2 separate regions of the Mus musculus genome follow, and region 1 is linked to region 2. A link is a contact called in public promoter capture Hi-C data. All regions are on one chromosome and are shown on one strand. Each heading gives the region's core, a stretch centred on a gene start, on an enhancer-like site or on the middle of the called end of the contact. The rest is flanking DNA. Distances are from core to core; before and after follow the strand shown.

Evidence for each region. Promoter capture Hi-C pulls out the DNA fragments that hold promoters and counts their contacts.
Region 1: a contact with region 2 is called in a promoter capture Hi-C map of pre-B cells, with 2.6 times the contacts expected there. The contact joins two enhancer-like sites. A contact is called at or near these places in 3 of 39 promoter capture datasets (the C10 cell line, the HPC-7 cell line and pre-B cells).

What each region holds. Positions count from the first base shown.
Region 1 is chr19:53,569,957-53,574,139 of GRCm38.p6, reverse strand. No RefSeq gene overlaps it. Among named protein-coding and RNA genes, the nearest start is that of Smc3, 28 kb to the left of the region's middle. Within about 2 kb of position 1,924, at least 46 of the 459 cell types and tissues checked have an H3K27ac peak or open chromatin away from gene starts, as enhancers often do. A contact at or near this core is called in the HPC-7 cell line and pre-B cells, where this site is marked.
Region 2 is chr19:53,118,437-53,122,811 of GRCm38.p6, reverse strand. No RefSeq gene overlaps it. Among named protein-coding and RNA genes, the nearest start is that of Gm30381, 8.1 kb to the left of the region's middle. Within about 2 kb of position 2,926, at least 68 of the 459 cell types and tissues checked have an H3K27ac peak or open chromatin away from gene starts, as enhancers often do. A contact at or near this core is called in the HPC-7 cell line and pre-B cells, where this site is marked.

The sequences.
Region 1 (4,183 bases), core at 675-3,174, 450 kb before region 2:
TCCTCGGGAGAGAAGACCTAGTGAGTGAGATGGGGAACTGGCAGAAACGACTACTGTGTGCAGAACTAGCCTGGGCAAAGAGGCCTGTTAAGGTTGATTTTGAGGGAACTGGTTCCAATTTTGGACGCCCCAAATCTATGAAAGCTCAAGTCTCATATAAAATGGAATACTGTTTGCTTTACAACTACCTCATCCTCAAATCTCATTATTTATGACAATCAACGTCATAAATGTGACATTATGGCTGTCTTTTTATGTTGTTTGGGGCATGTTCAGCAGACACAGGTGGCTTCTTGTTTGTTTGTTTGTTTGTTTGTTTATGTTTTTGTTTTTAAGTTGGGGTCTTGCTATGTAGCTTTGGCTCGTCTAGAATTTGTTATGTAGACTAAGCTGCCCTCTCTGATTAATCATGACCACTTGCCTCAATAGTGGACTTTCAGGAGTGTGTCACCATGCCCCTCTCAGACACAAGTTATTGTTGTTGCTTGAGAAGGATCTCTGTGTAGTCCTGGCTGTCCTGGAACTTGCTATGTAGACCAGGCTGGCCTTGAACGCATAGAGATCCACCCGCTTCTGCCTCCTGAGTGCTGGGGATTAAAGAAAGGTATGTGTCACCGTACCATGCTTTAGACACAAGTTTTTAAAATATTCTAGTTTTTTGATTGTTTGTGTCTCACATAGCCGATACTGGCTTCTAATTTCTTACTAAGCACAGAAAGGTGGCCTTGAACTTCTGATTGCCTTGCCTCTCCCTCCTGAGTCCTGGCAGGACAGGCAAGCACTGATATGCTTGGCTTTCTTTGAGATAGGGCCTCACTCTGTAGCCCAGGCCAACCAGCAACACACAATGTAGACCAGACTGGACCTCCTGGCTCTGCCTCCTGAGAGCTGGGTTTGCAGGCATTTGCCACAAAACCTGGGATTAGTTAAACCTGGGAATGCAGAACCTGCAGCAATAGAGGGCCAATTACATTTGGACAGAATCGTCCATGCAGAGAAAAAGAAAGAAAGAAAGAAAGAAAGAAAGAAAGAAAGAAAGAAAGAAAGAAAGAAAGAAAGAAAGAAAGAAAGAAAGAAAGGATCAAGTTGCTGCTGCTGGAGAAAAAACAGAAATGACAAAATCCAGGATCGGCCTTTCGTGAGCATAATGGATGATGCTAGGCGGGGCGGGAATAAACTTACCTGAAGTTTCCGGAAGGCTGTTTGTCATACGGATTACGAGTTAATTCTTCAGGACGTTTGTCATAGAGAAGCTGCTGCCAAGATACTCTCTGCAGCACTGTTTACAGAGGGAACTGCTGGACAGTGCGGGTGAGTTAAACACACAGCGTACGACTGTACAGGTCGCTGTATCTCACACTGTTTTAAAAGCTGATGCTTTGGAGGAGGACTGAGAGATATGGGCTGGGGCTGGAGAGACAGCTCAGCGGTTAAAAGCTCTGACTGCTCTTCCAGAGGTCCTGAGTTCAAGTCCACATGGTGTTGGGGCCCCTGGAGCTGCAGGTATCTGTGGTTGTGAGGTACCTGATGTGATTGCTGGAGCTGACCTTGGGTCCTCTGTAAGAGCAACAGGCATTCTTAGCCACTAAGCCATCTCTTCAGTCCCGAGATCCCATTTTTAAGAAAAACAAAACATTTTTAAAAATCCAGAAAGACATAACAAAGGGCTTCTGATGACTATTTCTATGGGGTTAAGAGGAAACAGCAGTGGGTTTCCTCCAGTCTTCAGTTTAATACTAACACGACGAATGCAAATTATCTGTAAACATACTTACGAGGAATACTATTGACACCCGTTTTGTGTCTGGATCTTTCCACTCGTTGTCTTGCTTAGTCTTAGAAGATCCCTGTAGGGGGGGGAAATGACTAGGCTCACTGTACTATATGGAAGTGGGCGCAGACACCAAGTAACTCGCCTGTGATGACGTAGCCCACAAGGGCCAGAGCCAACCATTTCCGGCTAAGACTAAACCCTCATCTAAAGAATCCCCAGAGGCTCTGCGATTTGTTCTAGGCAACTTTTTAGCAGGAGGGTGGAGATGGTTTGAGGCAGTCTTCCGCCATATCCCTGGCTGTCCTTGAGCTGAGTAAGTCCTGGCAGCCCGGGAACTCACCCGCAATCCTGCCTCTGTTTCCCTAGGGTCAGATTACAGGTGTGAATCAGCCGCCTTCTGAGTATTCAGTACCCTTGACTTGCCTCCCTCTCAGGAGAGAGGACAATGCTCTGTGACAGTCATCTCTCTGCTCCTGAACTTGAGCGTTGGTCTTGGAAACCAGTGCATCTGTTTCCTGTTTCCTTGTTCCTACTCTTGTTGATAAGTCAGAATAAAATCGTCTCTTGAAAGTAGACTAGGGACAGGGGAGCTGGTACCCTCGCATAGCACCTGACCTGGGACGCTAAACTCACAGACTCTGGCTGGCTGCCCTTGCTGCTTTCCTATAAGGCTCCCTCATCCTGACTCCTAGAACATAGGTCATTGGAAAAAAGCCTTCTCTTCTGTGCCATTGACCTGCCCCACTTCTCCAGCATATGGTAACCTTGGGCCCTGAGATAAGCATTGTTTTCCATTGTGAAGTAACCAAAAGAAGAGATATGCCAGACTACAGTTGATACCCATACCCCTTTGCAGTGTTTGGCCCAGAACCACCGACATGGAATGACTTCATCCCTGGCCACAGAAATCAGCCAGGTAACTGGGGGACCGTAATGGCCCAGGGTTATGGAGAAAGGCCAAGGGAGCTTCAACCGTGGATCCCTCAAACATGAGACAGGAGTTGGCCACCTCCTCCCTCCCGACCTGGCACCATAAAGCTGCCTCCCCCACCATCAACCCTTGCAGGAATGTATCACCCTGACAGTTATCAGGCTTCACTCCTTGTTTGACCTGATAAGGGTTTCTCCCCAAGACCCTACAGTCCCTGAGCATGGAGATGAGGCATTGTCCAACACCCTGCTCTGGCCAATGGTATCCAGCCACATAAACCTGGTCCCAGAGACCCTGGCCACCTCCCGATGGGCATAAATACCCCTTTCTCCCCACCAAGAAATGAGCCAGTTCTCCAAAGCTGTTCCTGGGTTTGTTAATTGACCTCTCACTGCCTACCAAGACTCTGCACCGCCCTCTTAAAACATATGCAGACCAGGCTGGCCTTCTGCCTCCTGAGTGCTGTGGGGTTATAGGTGAAGAACACCATGCAGAACTTAAAAAGAATCTTTATGGAAAACACCATACAGCAAAATCTGTTTTTCCTTCCTGCATACAAGCCTATGCATTTCACTCACACACACACACACACACACACACACACACACACACAGAGAGAGAGAGAGAGAGAGAGAGAGAGAGAGAGAGAGAGAGAGAGCACAAATACAGTCAGTGGGGATACATGTGTGTACAGAATATGTGTGGAGACCAGAGGATGATTCTGTGGAGTCAGTTCCAGGAATGGCACTCCAGTCAACGGCTGGTGCAGCGATCACTTTGGCCACTGAGCCGTCTAATTGACTCCCCCAGCACTGAGCCTTGACATGGAGCACTGCTTCATCATGGATGGTTAGTGTCTCAGCACCAGTGATGTCTACTGTGGAGATGCCTTCAGAGCAAGAAGGAGTGACTCCAGCCTGCAGTCCTAGGACCTTGGCTACATGTGGCGCTCTAGACCAGACCGGTCTACAAGGGATAAGGAAACATCTCTTCCCCCCCTAATAACTGTCAATTCATGCACCACCACCACCCCAAATTATCTTTTTTCTGACTCTTCTTGGAGAAATTTTTTTCATCACATGTAAATGTATGTGTGTGTGTGTGTGTGTGTGAGTGAATGTGTATTTGCATGTGAGAGTATATGTGTGAGTGTGTGTGGGTATGTGAGCATATGTGTGTAAAAGAGGTTGTGCTTGTGAGAGTAGTGTGTGTTTACACGTGTCTACATGGTACATATGTATGTGTATGGTGTATGTGGTGCATGTGTGGTGCGAATGTTTGTGGTGTGTGGGGGGGCATATACAGTACACATGTATGTGCATGGCACCTGCGTGTGTGGCTGCATGTGTGTGTGTGTGTGGTATGTGTGTATAGCTGGTCTTTGCTACTTTGTGGGTTCTTCTTTTTCGAACCCTTTATCCCCTTGGTTTTAGCCCCTACCACTAGATAGGAGAGAAAGAAAGATAGAGGAGGGAGAG
Region 2 (4,375 bases), core at 1,677-4,176:
TTCCTTCATTCAACTGTTAGCAGTAAGGCATGGAAGTTAGCAGTCTGTTAAAGGTTAAGGAATCAGAAATGTGTGTGCTTAAATTTCTAGGCAAACATTTACTGTCTACAAGAGCTTGACAAGTTACATAAGCTACCCAAGTCTCTGAAACCCCATCAACTGCTGAAAGTGTTCAACAATTTGTAAAAAAGACTTAAGACAGTGTTTAAGATTCGCTATTTAAAGTAGTTAGGTTACTTTCCCCCAGCACTTGGAAGATAGAGGCAGGCAAGCAGGTATTTATGAGTTCAAGGCCTGCCAGAGATGGTGAGATCTTGTCTAAAACAAGCAAAATGGCAAGCAAGCAAGCAAGCGAGCAAACAAACAAACTTGCTGGCCTTTAACTCAGCACTTGGGAGGCAGAGGTAAGAGAAATCTGAGTTCCAGGTCAGCTTGGTCTACACAGAGAGTTGCAGAAAAGCCAGAACTACGTAGAGAGACCCTGTCATTCATAAAGATCTCACAGTATTTGGCACATCTGACAAGCTCAATGAAACTATTGTCATTTATGAGTTTATCACTTAAAAATATTTATGCAGTGAGTGAGGCTCAGCCACTGAAACGCTTGCTGTATAAGCATGAAGACCTGAGTTTGAGCCCCAGCACCCAAGTAAAAAAGCCAGGCCCATTCGGATGCATGCTTGTAATCTCAGGGCTAGAGTGGCCCAAGAGGAGGATCGCTGAGACTCACTGGCCAGCCTGCTTGGCAAGCTTGAGGCCAGTAAGTAAAGGCTGGATGGTACCCGAGGCACAACACTGAAGGCTATATTTTGGACTCCATGTGTGTGCATATGTATGCACATGTGCATTGTGTACACAGGAATAAGTGTGCAAACACATACACAAAGTTTTCGAGCACATATGTATGAACTGTTGCAGAGTTGGGGATTGTATATCAAATTTGATGCCGAATTCGGAATTTTAGTAGTGTGGTGGGTTGAATAAGATTAGCCTCCATAGGCTCATATGTTTGAAAACTTGGTCTCCACTTGGTGGAACCATTTGGGAAGGATTAGAAGGCATGGCCTATTGGAGGAGGTGTATCATTAGGGGTGGGCTTTGAGGTTTCAAAAGACTCCTGTGAGTCCCAGCCCTTCCTCCTGCCTGGTGTTTGGATCAAACGCTCTCAGCTGTTCTTTCACACCAGTGTGCAGACTCTAACCATTTGAAACCATAAGCTAAATTAAACGGTTTTTCTTCTATGAGTTGCCCTGGTCATGACATTTTATCATAGTAACAGAAAAATAAGTAAGATAAATTGTTTAGGCTCGATTAAGCCTTTAAGAAGCTTAAATGTAGATCAAATTTCCCAATGTAATAGAATTACAGGACTTCTTGAACTTGGATAAAGGAGGGAGAAAATGACTATTTCTCAGTAACCTCTGTCTAGGGAGGAAGAGGCCTAGAATGGCAGTGCTTTGAAGGAGAAGGAAGGAGAAGGAAGCTGAGGCCAGCCTGTGTTATATAGAAAGACCCTATCCAAAAAAGTGGGGTTGGGAGGGCTCTGAATGTAATCCTAGTATTCAAGACACCAGGGAAGGTCTCTTGACCTTGGTGAGTTTGAGGCCATCCTTAGCTACATAGTAACAGCCTGTCTCAAAAACTAAAACAACCAAAACCACAATGAAACAAACAAAGAGAGCAACAAGATAAAACCCTCTGTAATTAAAATATGCCCTTCCATCAATTATGATTGTATTCAATACATCACAAAAGTGTTCCAGTGTCTATGACTCCATAACTAATTGGAATCATAAATACTTTCCTAGCAAGTTGTAGCTTGGCTGGAATTTTGAAATTTCACTTCTGCACGTTATTATTTTGAAATACACATTTATTTTTAGACCCACTGCTATGCCTAGGCATTTGATTCATAGAGAAGCTCAGACCCAGCAGTATCTCAAATCTTGCCTTTTATTTTGAAAACTAAATTTAAGACTTTGATGACACAGTGCACATTATTTTAGGCATCCAGAGATCCTCTGGGATAAGTCTGGACATGTGCTACATGCATGTGGTCGTTCATAACAGCCCTATTCACCAAGGCAGAAGCAGAAAACAACGGGAATGAAGAGATCAGCAGAGCTGGGTCGATACAATGAAACTATCACTCAGAGCTGAGACTGAATAGACAATTGCTACATTCAGAAACCTGGGTGAATCTCAACCCTAAGCTTGAACAAAGAAACTAGACTGGGAAGGGAACACACTACAGAACCCAGCTGATAACATGTTTAAGAGCAGACCTTTACAAATCATTTCTGGGGTTAGAAACCAAGGTGTTTTCCTTTTCAAAACAAGTTTATTTATTTACTTTTAGGACGAATATCTTACCTGGATGTATGAGATTGTGCCTCATGGGTGCCTAGTGCTTAGAGAGGTCTGAAGAGGGGTTCAGATCCCTTATAAATGGAACTAGAGAGGTTATGGGCTGCCATGTGGGCGCTGGGAACTGAACCCAGGATCTCTGCAAAGCGTGTTATACAATAGATTGGTTTTACAGGGCTTTGTGTCTTATTTAATATCTATTCTTCTTTTTAAATTAACTTATTTTTGGTAGGCATCTTTTCTCAACTTGTGCAAGCAAACAAAGCATGATTTGTTGTATTTAGTTATGGATTGTTGCCATGTAAGTCTGAAGAAGGTGAAGGGCGTGTCCAATCTACATGTCAGAAAAACCAATCTCAAAGCTTTAAGGAGTGTGAAGGGAAAGAAAGACTCAGGAAGAGAGAAATCATCTATGTGGAAGAACTTGAGGGCCTGGATACATAAGAGATTGACAAATCAGCTCTAGAGAAGCAACCCGAGTTGGGCTGGAGAGACGGCTCAGCCGTTAAAGGCTAGGCTCACAACCAAAAATATAAGAGAAGCAACCCGAAACATACGTTCAGTCTTCAAGTCTTCAGCAGCTTTCTAACACAACAGAGCTGTGTGAACACACAGACTCTAGGCTGCGTGACTGACCACAACAGTAGTTTGAGTGCTGCCCAAGATTTAAATGAAACAAAGTTCCAAACCTCTAAGAGTCTATTGTCATAGACAGAGCTGGTGAAACAGGCCAAGAAGCCAGGACAATATGGACAAATGAAGTTTCCCCCCCTGGGACTGTGGTGGCTTCAAATGTTATTGGAAAGGTTTTGCAGTTATTTTTCCCAAGAGTTGCTTGAGTGGTAGAGTTTCAATATGAAATTTAGGGCAGCAAAAAGTAAGATAAAACTCGGATGGAGAAGACAGTAGGGGTTGGGGAGAATTTTAGCAGAAAGTTAGGAAGAAAGAGGAAGTAAGCTGGGTGTGTAACACGCCCACGTGAAAGCGGAAGTGAGTTCAGGTCAAGTTTACCCTCATTTCTCAGATGAAAATATTAGCATCTCTGAAACCGATCCAGAGCAAAGGACAGCCATGGGACTAAAAGTGGCACATCTTCTTGGCACATCCGTTTTCCTCTGGGAGGAGCAGAGAGAGCGATGCCATTTATCTGAAAGCAATTGATGTGGTCGGGAGTAGAATGCCAACTGTATGCGAAGCCTCATGAGTAAATGAAAAGACTTCAGTTTATTTCCAGCCAAATGCTCTGGTCTTCTGCTCCAAGTGTCTCCCTTACACAGGTGAAAGGAAAGGTACAGAGTCATGAATTGCCTCTCCAGCACTCCTATGCTGCCAGACCACCACGCTCTTCTTAGGTTGTTGTGCTGTTACTGTTTCAACACCACGTCCTTGGGTGGAATTCCACCTTAGAGTGGAATCTGTGGAGTTCTCTCCTGTTCAGTACTGAAAACTCTGAAACAGACAATGTGCATCTTTTTAAAAAATCAGAGAACCAGAGTCCCTTCAGCCACTGTTAAACCCTGCCGATTAGAGCTCTACAAGTATTTGTTGACCTGGAACGGTATCTTTGCCAAATCTTTGCAAAAACTAAAATAGACGTTAGGGAACCGGATATGAACGAGAGAGAGAGAGAGAGAAAAGGGATGAGTGTGTGTGAACTGTTGTTTTGTTTGATCCATGGACAACTCTGAGGCAGACTAAATTATACCCATTTTATAGCAGAGGGAACTAAGGTTGCCACTTTTTTATTTTTTTGAGATAGGGTCTCACCAGAAGGTTTCACTCTGAAGCCCTTTTTGGCCTGGAACTCACTCTGGAGACCAGGCTGGCTTCAAACCTAGAGATCTACTTGCCTCTGCTGCCTGAGTGCTGGGACTAAAAGCAGGTGCCATCATGTCTGGCCTCAAAATAACTTTTTTGAAGTAACACAATTATTAGTTGTCAGAGTACAGTTGCAGTCCCATCCTTGTTGGCTACAAAGGTCCATGGAAAATATCTGAGGACATTTAAA